Regions from separate parts of the Zea mays genome. Here region 1 is linked to region 2. Evidence: chromatin contacts called from public HiChIP or PLAC-seq data. All regions are on one chromosome and are shown on one strand. Each heading gives the region's core, a stretch centred on a gene start, on an enhancer-like site or on the middle of the called end of the contact. The rest is flanking DNA. Distances are from core to core; before and after follow the strand shown.

Evidence for each region. HiChIP or PLAC-seq counts read pairs in DNA pulled down with a chosen protein or histone mark.
Region 1: an H3K4me3 HiChIP or PLAC-seq map of leaf shows a contact between it and region 2, with 5 times the contacts expected there. The contact joins the promoter of LOC542560 here to the promoter of LOC103640983 in region 2. A contact is called at or near these places in 1 of 25 Hi-C or Micro-C datasets (tassel) and 1 of 3 datasets of contacts at active chromatin or transcription factors (leaf).

The regions. Positions count from the first base shown.
Region 1 is chr10:28,850,581-28,857,041 of Zm-B73-REFERENCE-NAM-5.0, reverse strand. It overlaps LOC542560 (oxo-glutarate/malate transporter1), which reads left to right and starts at 3,410. Exons shown (of 3, transcript NM_001112100.1): 1 at 3,410-4,583; 2 at 4,941-5,162. The coding sequence starts at 3,432.
Region 2 is chr10:28,126,455-28,132,959 of Zm-B73-REFERENCE-NAM-5.0, reverse strand. It overlaps LOC103640983 (disease resistance protein RPM1), which reads right to left and starts at 3,834. Exons shown (of 3, transcript XM_008664412.3): 1 at 3,505-3,834; 2 at 2,257-2,301; 3 at 1-1,603. The coding sequence starts at 1,573.

The DNA of each region.
Region 1 (6,461 bases), core at 2,161-4,660, 720 kb before region 2:
AAATGTAGAAGGGTAAAATATCACTTTAAACTATAAATAAGCTAAAATAAGTTAGTATTGGGTATGTAGCTTATTTATTTATGATCAAAATTGATATTTTATTTTTATAATCTAACTTATATAATTTAGGAGGAGAATAAATAGGATCTTAGTATAATTTTATTAGGATCCATGGACTTCCACTCTCTATTGCCTATTGATAGCGGACTAGTTATCAGTGAAGATGTAGACTGAAATCTGTAGTATACGTGTGAGCTCAGGTAAAACTTTTGGAAAGGACTAAGTATAGATGGCTAATAGTGTCGGGCTAATCGGGTCGTCCTGGAGCACGGCACGACCCATAGTGCCTGGGCACGGCACGACACGGTTGGAGCCGGGTCCGTGCCGACACGACCCGATGGGTAGTGTCGTGCTTGAGCCGAGCACCGGGCACGCTGGGCCGGCACGGGCATGGTCCGATTAGCCCCCAGACACGGTTAGGCACACTACTACGTACCCTAAAATCCCGTCGCCCCCTCTCCACTGGGCCCCGCCTCGTCAGACACTCACACTCTCTCGCCTCGCACGTTGTCTCTCGCGGTCTCGCCCTCGTTCTCTCCGTCTCCTGGCGATTTGGGGGCGATTCGACTCCGCCGCCGCCTCACCGTTCGACTCCGCCGCTCCACCTCACGATCCGACTTCGGTAGGGTGCTCCACCGCTCCTCCTCACCGTCCCCCTGGCTTCCCCTCACCGGGTAGCTACTTGGCTGGTGCCTGGTGGTTTGGTCACGACTTTGGTTACGGTAAGCTTTCAGTGTTCGTCTTCTTCTTCCTCTAGCCGACATCTCCGACGAGGTCGAGACTTCTTAATCTAGTGCTTGTTCTTGTGATATGTGCTCGAATCCCGAACCCTAATCTACTCTACTGCCTTCTTGCTCTGTGATTGTACCCGTGAGGGACCGATCTGGTGCTCCGGCTTTGGTAAGTGCTTAATCTGGTGTTAGTTCTTGTGATCTGTTCTTGTGATCTATGTTTGTGATCTATGTTTGAACCCTAAACCCTAATCTACTCTACTACCTTGTGTTCTGTGATTTTAGCCGCCCGTGAGGGACCGATCTGGTGCTCTGGCTCTGGTAAGTTCTTATTCCGGTGCTTGTTCTTGTGATCTGTGTATCATAACTGGTGTTTGTTCTTGTGATCTGTGTACCAACCCTAAACCCTAATCTACTATAATACCTTCTCTGATTATAGCCGCCGTGAGGAACCGATCTGGTGCTCTGGGTTTGGTAAGTGCTTAATCCAGTGCTTGTATTTGTGATCTGTGTTGGTTCAAACCCTAATCTACTCTACTACCTTGTGTTCTGTGTGTTGAGCCGCCCGTGAGGGACCGGTCTAGTGCTCCGACTCTGGTAAGTTTTTAATCCAGTGCTTGTATTTGTGATCTGTGTTGGTTCAAACCCTAATCTACTCTACTACCTTGTGTTCTGTGATTTTAGCCGTGAGGGACCGATCTGGTGCTCCGACTTTGGTAAGTCCTTAATCTGGTGGCCTGTGCTCTATGATCTGTGCTTAATGGCCGACGACGACACCGTGCCTGCCCAAACTGGTGGCAGTGAGGCTGCTGTTCCTTCAACGGAGCCCATCAACATAGATCCTGACACTGCTGTGGCCGATGTTGAGGCAGACACACCTACTAGTTCTCGGGTAAGAAATAGAGCTTCCACATCTGATGTGTGGAATGAATTTGACAAAATATATAAGGTTGTTGATGGTGTGAGGGTCAGGTGTCAGGCTAAGTGCAAAGTTTGCAAGTGTGTTTTGTCTGCTAAATCTTCTGGTGGCACTGGTCATCTTAATCGGCATAGAAATGCATGCAAACTGAAGCATGGCAGAAATGCCTTTGCCCAGTCCCTGCTCCAGTTTAATCCTTATGGTAGTGCTAGATTGTGGGAGTACAATGCTGATGTTGCTAGGTCTGAGATGTGTCGTTTGATATGTCGGCTTGATCTACCTATTTGCTTGGCTGAATCATCTGCTTTTAAAGAGTACATTAAAAAGGCTCATAATCCTAGATTTTCTGCTATCTCTAGACAAATAACCACTAGAGATATTAAAAAGTATTACAATGATTCACGTGCTAAGCTTGTTGACACATTTAAAAATTCTATTTCTTCTGTTGCTGTGACATCTGATATATGGTCTGGGAATGCTAAAGAGGATTACTTGAGTGTTGTTGTACATTATGTTAATTCTGCATGGGAATTGAAAAAAAGGATAATAGAACTAAGGCTAATTGAAAAAAAGGATAATAGGACACATCTCTTTCTATGTTGGCTAAGGATGTACCAACTATGCCTGTCTCTACCATTTCATCAGAAAGTGCTTTCAGTCTCACTGGCAGGATTATCGAGGAGCGTCGACTGACCTCGGAGATGGTCGAGATGCTGACCTGCATCAAGGACTGGGAGGAAGGGAATGCAAGGACCCAACACACTGTTGAGAACAAAGAACTTGACTCATTCTCTGATCTATATCTTGATGATGAACAAGTTCCAGTTGACACTCCAGGGTCCTCTCATGCATCTCAATCTCAGACACCTACTGATCCACAACCACATGTCGAAGACTGATCTTATTTAGCTAGTTTGATCATATTTCAGCTGATGTGCCTGTAACTAAACTGTACAGTGTAAACAATGTCTGTGACTCTGTGATATGTAAGAACACTAAATGAGCTGTGGGCTGTACTCTTTTTTCCTATCTAGGGTTTTCTCACAAGGGTGAGTTTTTACCTAGATAGGTTTTTAATGAGGCAGCCATTGCACTAAACAGCTCAATATTAGCTATTTTAGTATGTTTAACTGTGTTTTGTGAATGCATATGTAACTGTTATTTTGTGATTTTTGGTGTAGTGCTCGGTCCGGTCCTGGCACTACGGGCTGCCCGGGCCTACCGTGCCGGCACGACACGGCTAAGGAGTCTTAGTGCCATGCCTGAGCCTGGGTTCAGGCACTAGTACCGTGCCAGCATGTCACGCCTAATAATCGTGCTAAACAGACCGTGTCCTAATCGTGCCGTGCCGGGCCGCCCATTTAGCCATCTATAGCACCAAGTAGCACACTAGCACTACAACTCTGCACCTGCACCTGCACCTGCACCTGCACCTGCACCTCGTATCGTTACAAGCTTTGCATGTGACGTACAAGTTTAAAGACCTCTCTTTTCTCTATCGAAACCTAAAACAATCTCCCCGCAGCATGCACACGTGTCACTACACCCACTGATCACCGGTGCACCAACGCCGGGTCCACGAAGACCAGTCTCCGATTCGATACGACCAATGCTCCGGGCACCCACCGCCATCTCCACCGTCCATCCACTTAAACCCCACCCTCAGTCCTCACCCACCACCTTCCATTCCCAGTCCCACCACCACTTGTCTCACCGCCGCCATGGCGTCCTCCACCGCGGCCTCGCCGCTCACCTGCCACCACCTCGGCAGCGTTGGTGCCCGCCCTCGCCTCCCGTCCCTCTCCATCTCCCTCCGCCGCCGCTCCTCCTCTTCCTCTAAGCCCACCTCCCTTTCCCACTCCCTCCCCTCCAAGCACTCGCTGGCCCCACCCCCCGCCGCATCCGCATCCTCCCGTCGCGGTCTCACCCCCGTACCCGCCTCCGCCTCCGCCGCCGCGGCTCCAGCGCCGGATCCAGTGCCGGTTCCAGCACCGGCTCCAGCGCCGGCTCCAGCACCGGCCGCCCCGCCGAAGAAGCCCGCGCTGCAGGGCGCGGCCATCAAGCCGCTCCTGGCCTCCATCGCGACTGGCGTCCTCATCTGGCTCATCCCGCCCCCCGCCGGCGTGCCCCGCAACGCGTGGCAGCTCCTAGCCATCTTCCTCTCCACCATCGTCGGCATCATCACCCAGCCGCTGCCCCTCGGCGCGGTCGCCCTCCTCGGCCTCGGCGCCGCCGTGCTCAGCCGCACGCTCACGTTCGCCGCGGCCTTCTCGGCCTTCGGCGACCCGATCCCCTGGCTCATCGCGCTCGCCTTCTTCTTCGCGAGGGGGTTCATCAAGACCGGCCTCGGCTCCCGCGTCGCCTACGCCTTCGTCGCCGCCTTCGGGTCCTCCTCCCTCGGCCTCGGCTACTCGCTCGTCTTCGCCGAGGCGCTCCTCGCCCCCGCCATCCCCTCCGTCTCGGCGCGCGCTGGCGGCATCTTCCTACCGCTCGTCAAGTCTCTCTGTGAGGCATGCGGCTCGCGCGCCGGCGACGGCACGGAGCGCCGGCTCGGAGCCTGGCTCATGCTCACGTGCTTTCAGACCTCCGTCGTCTCGTCAGCCATGTTCCTCACTGCGATGGCGGCCAACCCGCTCTCGGCCAACCTCACAGCTGCCACTATCGGCGAGGGGATCGGGTGGACGCTCTGGGCCAAGGCCGCCATTGTGCCGGGGCTGCTGTCGCTCGTGCTCGTGCCGCTCATTCTGTATGTGATCTACCCGCCGGAGGTGAAGGCGAGCCCCGATGCGCCACGCCTGGCCAAGGAGCGGCTCGCCAAGATGGGACCCATGAGCAAGGAGGAGACGATCATGGCCGGCACGCTGCTGCTTACGGTATAATGATACACACTTGCCATTTTCTTAAAACATTTAATCTTTTGCCATTACGAAGAGGTCACATTTTGCGTTTCTATATTATAGCCTAGCATTATTTGAACTTGTCTTGTGCTATCAGTGTTCTTTATGCCTTGAATCCTGATGGTTAAAATTATTATCAGCTTTCTTGCATAACTACTTTATAGTGTTATATTATGAATATATGCACCATGCAATGTCTTTCTAATGTTCATATTCTTGACTGTCGCCGTCACTGCATGCATTTTTTCCATTTCTCTGCCTCATCTAACTTGAATACGAAATGTATCCACTTTTCTTCACTGAACATTATGCCCTTGCTCTGCATTCCACCAGGTTGGTCTTTGGATCTTTGGAGGCATGCTGAATGTGGATGCGGTTTCTGCAGCAATTCTTGGCCTAGCAGTCCTCTTAATCTCAGGGGTTGTCACATGGAAAGAGTGTTTGGCAGAGTCTGTGGCGTGGGATACCCTTACATGGTTTGCAGCACTTATAGCAATGGCTGGCTACCTCAACAAATTCGGGCTGATCTCTTGGTTCAGTGAGACTGTTGTGAAGGTACACTCTATTTTCTTCCCACAACTTTCATCTCTTATGAACCTTGGCTCTTGACATTTATAGGTTTAATGTTTTTCTTTTATTTATGAGAAAATTCCTCAATTGACAATTTAGATTGACATATTTCCTTTATTTTTTTTCCACATAGCGATACCTGAATTCATTACTTGAAGCAACAAATTACAAACATAACGAGTTCAAAGACATAACCTCACAGATTGACAGATCCCACCCAACTAGCATCCATACTTCTGATCAGAGGGACCAGAACATATGGAACCACCTGACACTGACATGCTTCCTTTATGGCCCTGAAAACCTTTTTCTCTCTTATATGACACCAGGTCTATCTTTTTTTCCTTTGTTTGACACTTCCATCAGTTTTGGCTGTTTTTTTAAACGAGGTAATCCCATTTCCATTCATAGAACAGAAATACAAGTCAGAAACATATTACAGACTGGCAAGAGGAAGCAAAGATAGACACTAAACCACCAGCACAACAGGAAGCTACCACCGACACCAACTACTAGTTTAACAAAACAGAGCAAAACTAAGACTTAACCACCCCACACGACATAACAACCTAAAGATAACTAAACATGTGAAAACAACTCCGTACTACTGTCTTCAGTAGCACACCAAACAACCTATCAGTTTCAGCTGTTAACATGTTAAGAGATAAGATGAAAAGACCTTTTTGCCCCTGAGCCCTCTTTGTGCCAGTACTGTAGTCCCAGCACCAGGATTTCTGGCGTAAAATATGTGAGACAACAAGCAATTTTAAAAAACCATCCGTAGTTTTGGTTATTATGATAAAAGTATGAAACATCTTTCTCGGTATCTATCAACATGTTAACTTCATACATTAGTTTTTCATCCTATTTATTTCCCAATATTTTTCAACATGTTAATTTCATACATGAATTCTTTTATCCTATCTATTGGGGAGGGGAAAATGTGCTTAATATATGTCGTGAGGACATTATGGTTCTTTTTCTTAAAGAATGAAACAGTAAGTTTTGTGAGGAGGCCGGCCTTATTTTACCTTTTACTTTTTGTAAGTCCTCTTTTTGTGAGGCTAGATTTCAAGCTCTCAGAATGTGTGAAGATAAACGAGTTGCTTTTCTTGTTTGTATAGTTTCTGTTGCTGAGCTCACGTTCTTGCTTGAGGTTCCCAACGCTCCCTCTGGGAGCTTTGTTCATAGTTGTGGCCCCTTTTATTGTACAGTTTCTTGTTTTTATTGAAATAAAAAGCTCTAGCAGTGGGGGCCTCCCCTGCTGTATTTTCTATTAAAAAC
Region 2 (6,505 bases), core at 2,585-5,084:
TTACATGACCAAACCTCTCATTTCTTGATATGGCCAGTGTCATCTCTCTAACAAGATCGTGCACCTGGAATCTTCTTGGCCGTGAAAATTCATTCCTTTCCATCACTTGAAACAGTGAACGCCGTGTGAGTTCCTTGAGGTACTCCTCGGCCACTTCTTCCAGTGTAATCTCTGTTCCCCGGTCTTCCACAAAACCTTCAGCTACCCACAGTCTGATTAGACACTTCCGACGTATTTGATAGTCTTTGGGGAACAAGCCACAGTACAGGAAGCAATTCCTCAAGTGGCTTGGAAGATCATTCAAGCTTAGCTTTAGGACGCTCGATACGAAGTTGAGTTCTGGGTTATTTGTCAGTTGCCAATTAAGTTGATTGTAGAAGAGTCTCCACTCTTGTTCCTCCATTTCTCTGTATGACAGAAGGCTCCCTATGGCTACAATAGCAAGTGGCAGACCTTGGCATCTCTCGAGGATTTTGTTTGCCCATTGAACAAGGCCCTGAGGGCAGGTCGGTTCTTCCTTGCCTATCTTTGAGAATGCCTTTCTGCCGAAGAGCTTCCATGACTCCCCCTGTGAAAGAAGGCCAATTCTTATAGTATGGTTCAGCTCAGCTATTGACGCAACAGCTTCTGTTCGAGTGGTAACGATGACTCTACTTCCATAAAGATTCTTGACAAATACTCGATCAAAGAATAACCAAGACTCCCTGTTCCACATGTCATCCAAAACAACAAGGTACCTCTTGTCCTTGAGATGATTCTGGATCCTAGCAACCAAATGTGTACTGTCAGTTGCATCAGGCACATCTTGGATGTGGAGTTCCTTTATGAGCTTGTTCAAAAGGTCTTCGACTTGATAATTCAGTGATACTGTTATCCAGGCACAGCACTGGAAGTTCTTTCTAACTTCTCGTTTTCTATAGATGCCCCTTGCAAGGATTGTTTTTCCTGAACCGCCCATTCCCCAGATGGAGATAACTGCACGATCTGCACCAGCACCATCTATGCATTCTGTCAACTTCTTTACTTCATCTTCGTTGCCTACCATTACACCATCACCATCATCATTCAGGTAGGAAGATTCAGACAGGTAATTCTTACGACTGTTATTATGGCTTGATGATCCACCACCAGGTCCAACTACTGTGATGCCATATCTGTCTTTCAGAACTGTCAAATTTTGTAGGCGTGCTTGCACTTGCTTCAACTGAGAAGAAATGTCACTCCATGCAGTGATGTATCTCGAATGGTGGAACTTCTTCGCCAAGTATCCTGCGTTGTCCAGTTTTCCAAGTAGAAAGGCATATTCATCAATGATGTCCTCGACTTCAGAAGCTATTTTTCTTACATTCTTCAACCATGGTTTCAGAATTTTGTTACTTTCACTGTACGGGTCTGCTTGACTTATGTATGCTTGCATTATTTCGAACTCACTCTCAATTTCTTTCATGCTGTTCTCTGCTTCAAGTAAAATGTTGGCTCCTTTCCCTAATTTTGACTTAATTACACTCAATGCAGCTCCTCCTAAGGTGGTTGCGATTTTTTGAAGCACAACTAGTATCAAACCTTCTGCCATTCTTCTGGCCTTCAGTTATTTCACTCCCTTCTGCATGTGATTTTAAAACTTAGGTAGGTGAAAATACCTGTGAACAAGGCATACAGGTCTAAAGATAAATTCTTTCAAGGACCTGTTTGGGTTCTAGGGACTAATTTTTAGTCCCTTTATTTTAATCCCTTTTAGTCCCTAAATTGCCAAACACAGGGACTAAAAGAGACTAATTTTTAGTCCCTCTATTTTAGTCCCTTTTAGTCTCTGTGTTTGGGTAGGACTAAAAGAGATTAAAATGGAGGGACTAAAAATTAGTCCCTAGAAATCAAACGGTCACTTATTGCTCTCGTTTCCATTTTTAGCATGTTATCTATTTCTCCTACCAGATAATTCAACGTTCACTATATATTCAAGTAGGCAGACAGGTAATGTTCTTATGAGATAGGAACACATATATTAGGGGGTGTTTGGTTTCTAGGGACTAATGTTTAGTCCCTAGATTTTATTCTATTTTAGTTCCAAAATTACCAAATATAGAAACTAAAACTTTATTTTAGTTTCTATATTTAGCAATTTATACACTAAAAAGGAATAAAATGAAGGGACTAAATATTAGTCCCTAGAAACCAAACACCCCCTTAGAAGCACTGGTATGAAGGTATGTTTCGCTCGATACCCTAACATAGGCAAAGAAGTGGCGCTATTCTTACCCTTTGTTCAATGATTGACTGAGCCGTTCAGAACTCCAAATCCACCTACACATAGAAGAAACAAAACTCGTCATGAATATGTATAACTAGCACATCAAGCCGTCAGTCACTAAGCACAGCATGATAGAGCTAAAAGAGAGACATAGAGGAACCCACAAGAGACACATTTGCGAGGACAGAGATTTTGAAGTTATCAATAGCGTAAAAAATGGGAAAAGATTTTTGATTTGGAGTTCGCAAACTATGCATGGTTGTCTCTCAAATAAGACCATACAAAAGCTCAGAGTATCGGGTACAGGCATCATCCATCCAGGGAATATGATAATAGAATGTCTTTACAGGGTACCTAAGTAGAAGGATCTCTGTACTTGAACGAAAAGAGTGGGATGCCTGGTTTTCTATTTTATTGAATTCAACGTTCTGAAATTGAAATTGATTTTTGTTTATTTCTTGGGCTCAAATAAACTAAAATGGAGTAAGCTTGCTGCTTTGGGCTTTCCAATTCCAGAGAAACCAGAAAGCTAAGTATACTGCTTGATCTAAACTTAGCTAAATGTCCAGTCTTTTCAATCACTACACTTGCCTACGATGTTCTGTTCACAACCATATGTCATGGGAACCACTACCACATACAACCAAAGATGATTTCCTGTGTTAAGAATCCTAGATTTTCCTCTATAGAATTTAATTCTAAGAAACGAATTATACAGTTACAATCAGTCTGGTTAACAAATCTTCACAAAGATTTCCTCCTCTGTCAGACTGTCAGTCAACATTATTTGCTACTTTAATTTGGAATCTCAGATGTTGAATCCAAAAGGTCAACAGATATTCTCCTAAATACTGCAGTGAAATAATTATGGAGCGCACGCCTGACTTCTTTTGTTTAGGCCTTTTGAGTTGTTCAGTAGAGTGGGGCGTGACGCGTGATTGTGGTTGTTCCTCTGTAATTCCTTGTACAGTTTATTTTCCTTTCTTTCATCCAATAAAATTTGCGGCAAAGCTTTTACCGTCCTTTCTAAAAAAAGAAATAATTGGAGAAACAGAGTAAAAAACACACATGTTCAGAAAACGAGCAAACACATATCATAGCTTTCTCTGCACAGATGAAATCGGATATTAAGCCGAGTTGATTTGGTGACATGAATCTCAAGTATCCAAGCAGAACTGCTGCTGGACTCGGACGTGGGGTCTCATCTGCTGCTTGCAGGACTTGACGAACGTGTGAGGACCGAGGAGAAACCATACCTTATCTGCAGCTTCAAGCCATGATGGAAACGACAGAAGGCTGAGATGGCGCAAACGTTGAATTGGTGGATGAACGCTGTCCAGCGACGAGAGTGTGTGATGAATGTGAGTTTGCAGTGGAAGGCTAGGGGAAATGAGAAGGCAAGTCATATAAATAAGTCAAAAGCTGACATTTCGCCCAGTTGGCGAAGATAAGCCTATGAGAAGCAATGCAAGGCTGTCAATTAGCTGAACTGTCGCAGTCGTTGCTCGGTCGTTAAGACTGGAACTTGATGAAGGTTGTTGAGAACTATTCTTGACTGACAGATTACACTACTTGCCAACTTGCACCTGCAAGCAACTAGGTCAACTAGATTTAGCTAAGCAATTATTCAGTGTCAAAAACCTGGAATCCTTACACAAAAAGATATAGGAGGCGAATAGATTTATAAAGATCTATAGATTCCCTAATTCAATCCAAAATTTCCTCCCATCCCAGATTTTTAAAATTTGTTCCATCAAAAATTTTCAAAATATTAACCACATCCACTGTTCATAGGATTAAATCGTTTTCTTTTATATTCGGAGGCCCCACCTAACTCATTGGTCCACCCCACGACATGGTCAGCGTAATGGCTCGGCCGTCTTTAAACCATTGCACCTCTTCCCCATTGATCCTTTAGCACTGCTCATTGCCCAACATCCACGCTGCCCGTCCCCATGTAACGTTGTCTCCTTCAGCACCTTTACAGCCCCCACTTCGTTGCTTTTTAAAAAAAATGTACAGGAGGGGAAGCTTCTGCTGTGGTAGATATTTATTAATATAAAGAAGAAAGCGGACAAAGAGCATGAACAGTCGCTCCCAAGACAAACCAGAAGTAAACTAACTAAAGCACAGGGAAAAGAACTATCTGCTATCTATAGGAATTTATAAGCGAGGAGAAAAGAGTTGATTTCTCTTCAGAAAAGCGGTTAGCTTGCAGAAGAGCTTCGGCGCGGAATTCTTTTTCCAGCCAAGGAAAGATGGTCGTCCCCTGTCAAAGATAAAATTGTTTCTTTGCTTCCAGATTTGCCAAGCTGCTATGATAAAGACCTCCATAAAGAATGGTGAACCGTGCAAGTCCTTGGCTTGTTGAAAGGTTGCAAAGAAGTCAATCTGGTAGTTCCACTGACCCCACTTCGTTGCTCGATGACGACAAGGCTTCATCTCTATGAAAAATGATGACGCAATACCTATTGTTTTAGCTACTGCTACCATCGTGCGCACTGCTCGTGTAGAACGTCATGGACACGTTGGGGTAAGCGTGACTACAGTTATGACACTTGGGCCTAGCGCTGCGGGCATAGGGTCCCACAACACGGCGTACCGTGATGGAATAAGTCTTGAACATCTAGAAGACAGCAGTCGCTTTTGACTGTCCTCTGTAGTCCTTTAGCATCTAGAGGACAGCTTGACTGTCCTCTGTAGTCTCTTTAGCATCTAGAGGACAGCAGTCGCTTTTTGACTGTCCTCTGAAGTCGCTTTAGTATCTAGAGGACTGAAAGTCGCCTAGAGGGGGGGTGGATAGGCGAAACCTGAAAATTAAAACTTTATCCCCCAACTAGATCCCTTGATTAGTGGTTAGAACAAGATATAAATATAGGAGTATACAAACTAAGTTCTTGCTTGAAAAGAGTATTGCTAAATAATGCGGGAGAGATAAATCAATACAAGTAATAAGTTATGGAATAACAAAGCAAGAAGTCTTAGATGAGAAGAGCACTAAGTCAAGTTCTTTCTTGCGAAGAGTTGCTTCACTAAAAGGGAATTTTAACTTGAAGCAACACCAAATGATATTAGCAAATAATGGTGCAAGAAAACTTATAGCAAGGGAAAACAAACAAATCACAAGCAAGAAACACAATGGACACGGGTGATTTGTTTTACCGAGGTTCGGCCCTCGAAGGCCTAGTCCCCGTTGAGGAGTCCACTTAAGGACGGGTCTTTTTCAACCCTTTCCCTCTCTCCCCCGATCACACAAGGATCGGCGAGCTCTTCTTCTTCTCAAGGATCACTCTCGATCCCACAAGGACCACCACACTCTTTGGTGTCTCTTGCTAGCTTTTACAAGCCTCCAAAACTTTGGAGGAAGTTCGATGGGAGTCAACACTCAACGCACAAATGAACACAAAGATGTAGCACACACTATCTCTTAATGAATCTCACAAGGCGCTAGGGCTAAACTCAATTGAGTAGCTCTCAATTGCTTGCTCTCTCTTTTGTGGCACTTGTGTTGGTTGTAGCGGACTAAATCTTGTGTATAGGATGGATCAATGAATATATGTGGTTGGGAGGGCTTGAGTATGTCAACTAGATGACTTGGAATGTTGCTTGGACTCCCACACCTTGAAGTGGCCGGTTGGGGTGGTATTTATAGCCACCATCCAATTTTGTAGCCGTTGGAGAAGCTGCTGGCGATGGGCGCACCGGACAGTCCGGTGCACACCGGACATGTCCGGTGCGCCAGCCACGTCATCCTATCCGTTGAGATTTGATCTGGTCGACCGTTGGAGGCTTTGTCCTCATGTGGCACCGGACAGTCCGGTGCCCCTCTGACTTCTGCTCTGACACTCTGAATTCAACTGTACACTTTGCAGAGTCGACCGTTGCGCGCAGATGATCGTTGCTCCGCTGGCACACCGGACAGTCCGGTGTACACCGGACAGTCCGGTGAATTTTAGCGGAGCGACCTCCCACTTTCCTGAAGCTGGCCAGTTCGGAGCCGCTTCACTCTGGAGCACCGGACACTGTCCGGTGGTGCACCGGACAGTCCGGTGAATTATAGTGGGCTGCGCCTGAGAAACCCGAAGGTGAAGAGTTTGAAGGCAATCCTCCCTGGTGCACCGGACAGTCCGGTGCGCCATACCAGGGAGCACTTCGGTTTCTCTTTGCTCCTTTCTTTTGAACCTTGTCTTGTTCTTTTTATTGGTTTTGAGTTGAATCTTTGACACCTGTAGAACATGTAATCTAGAGCAAACTAAT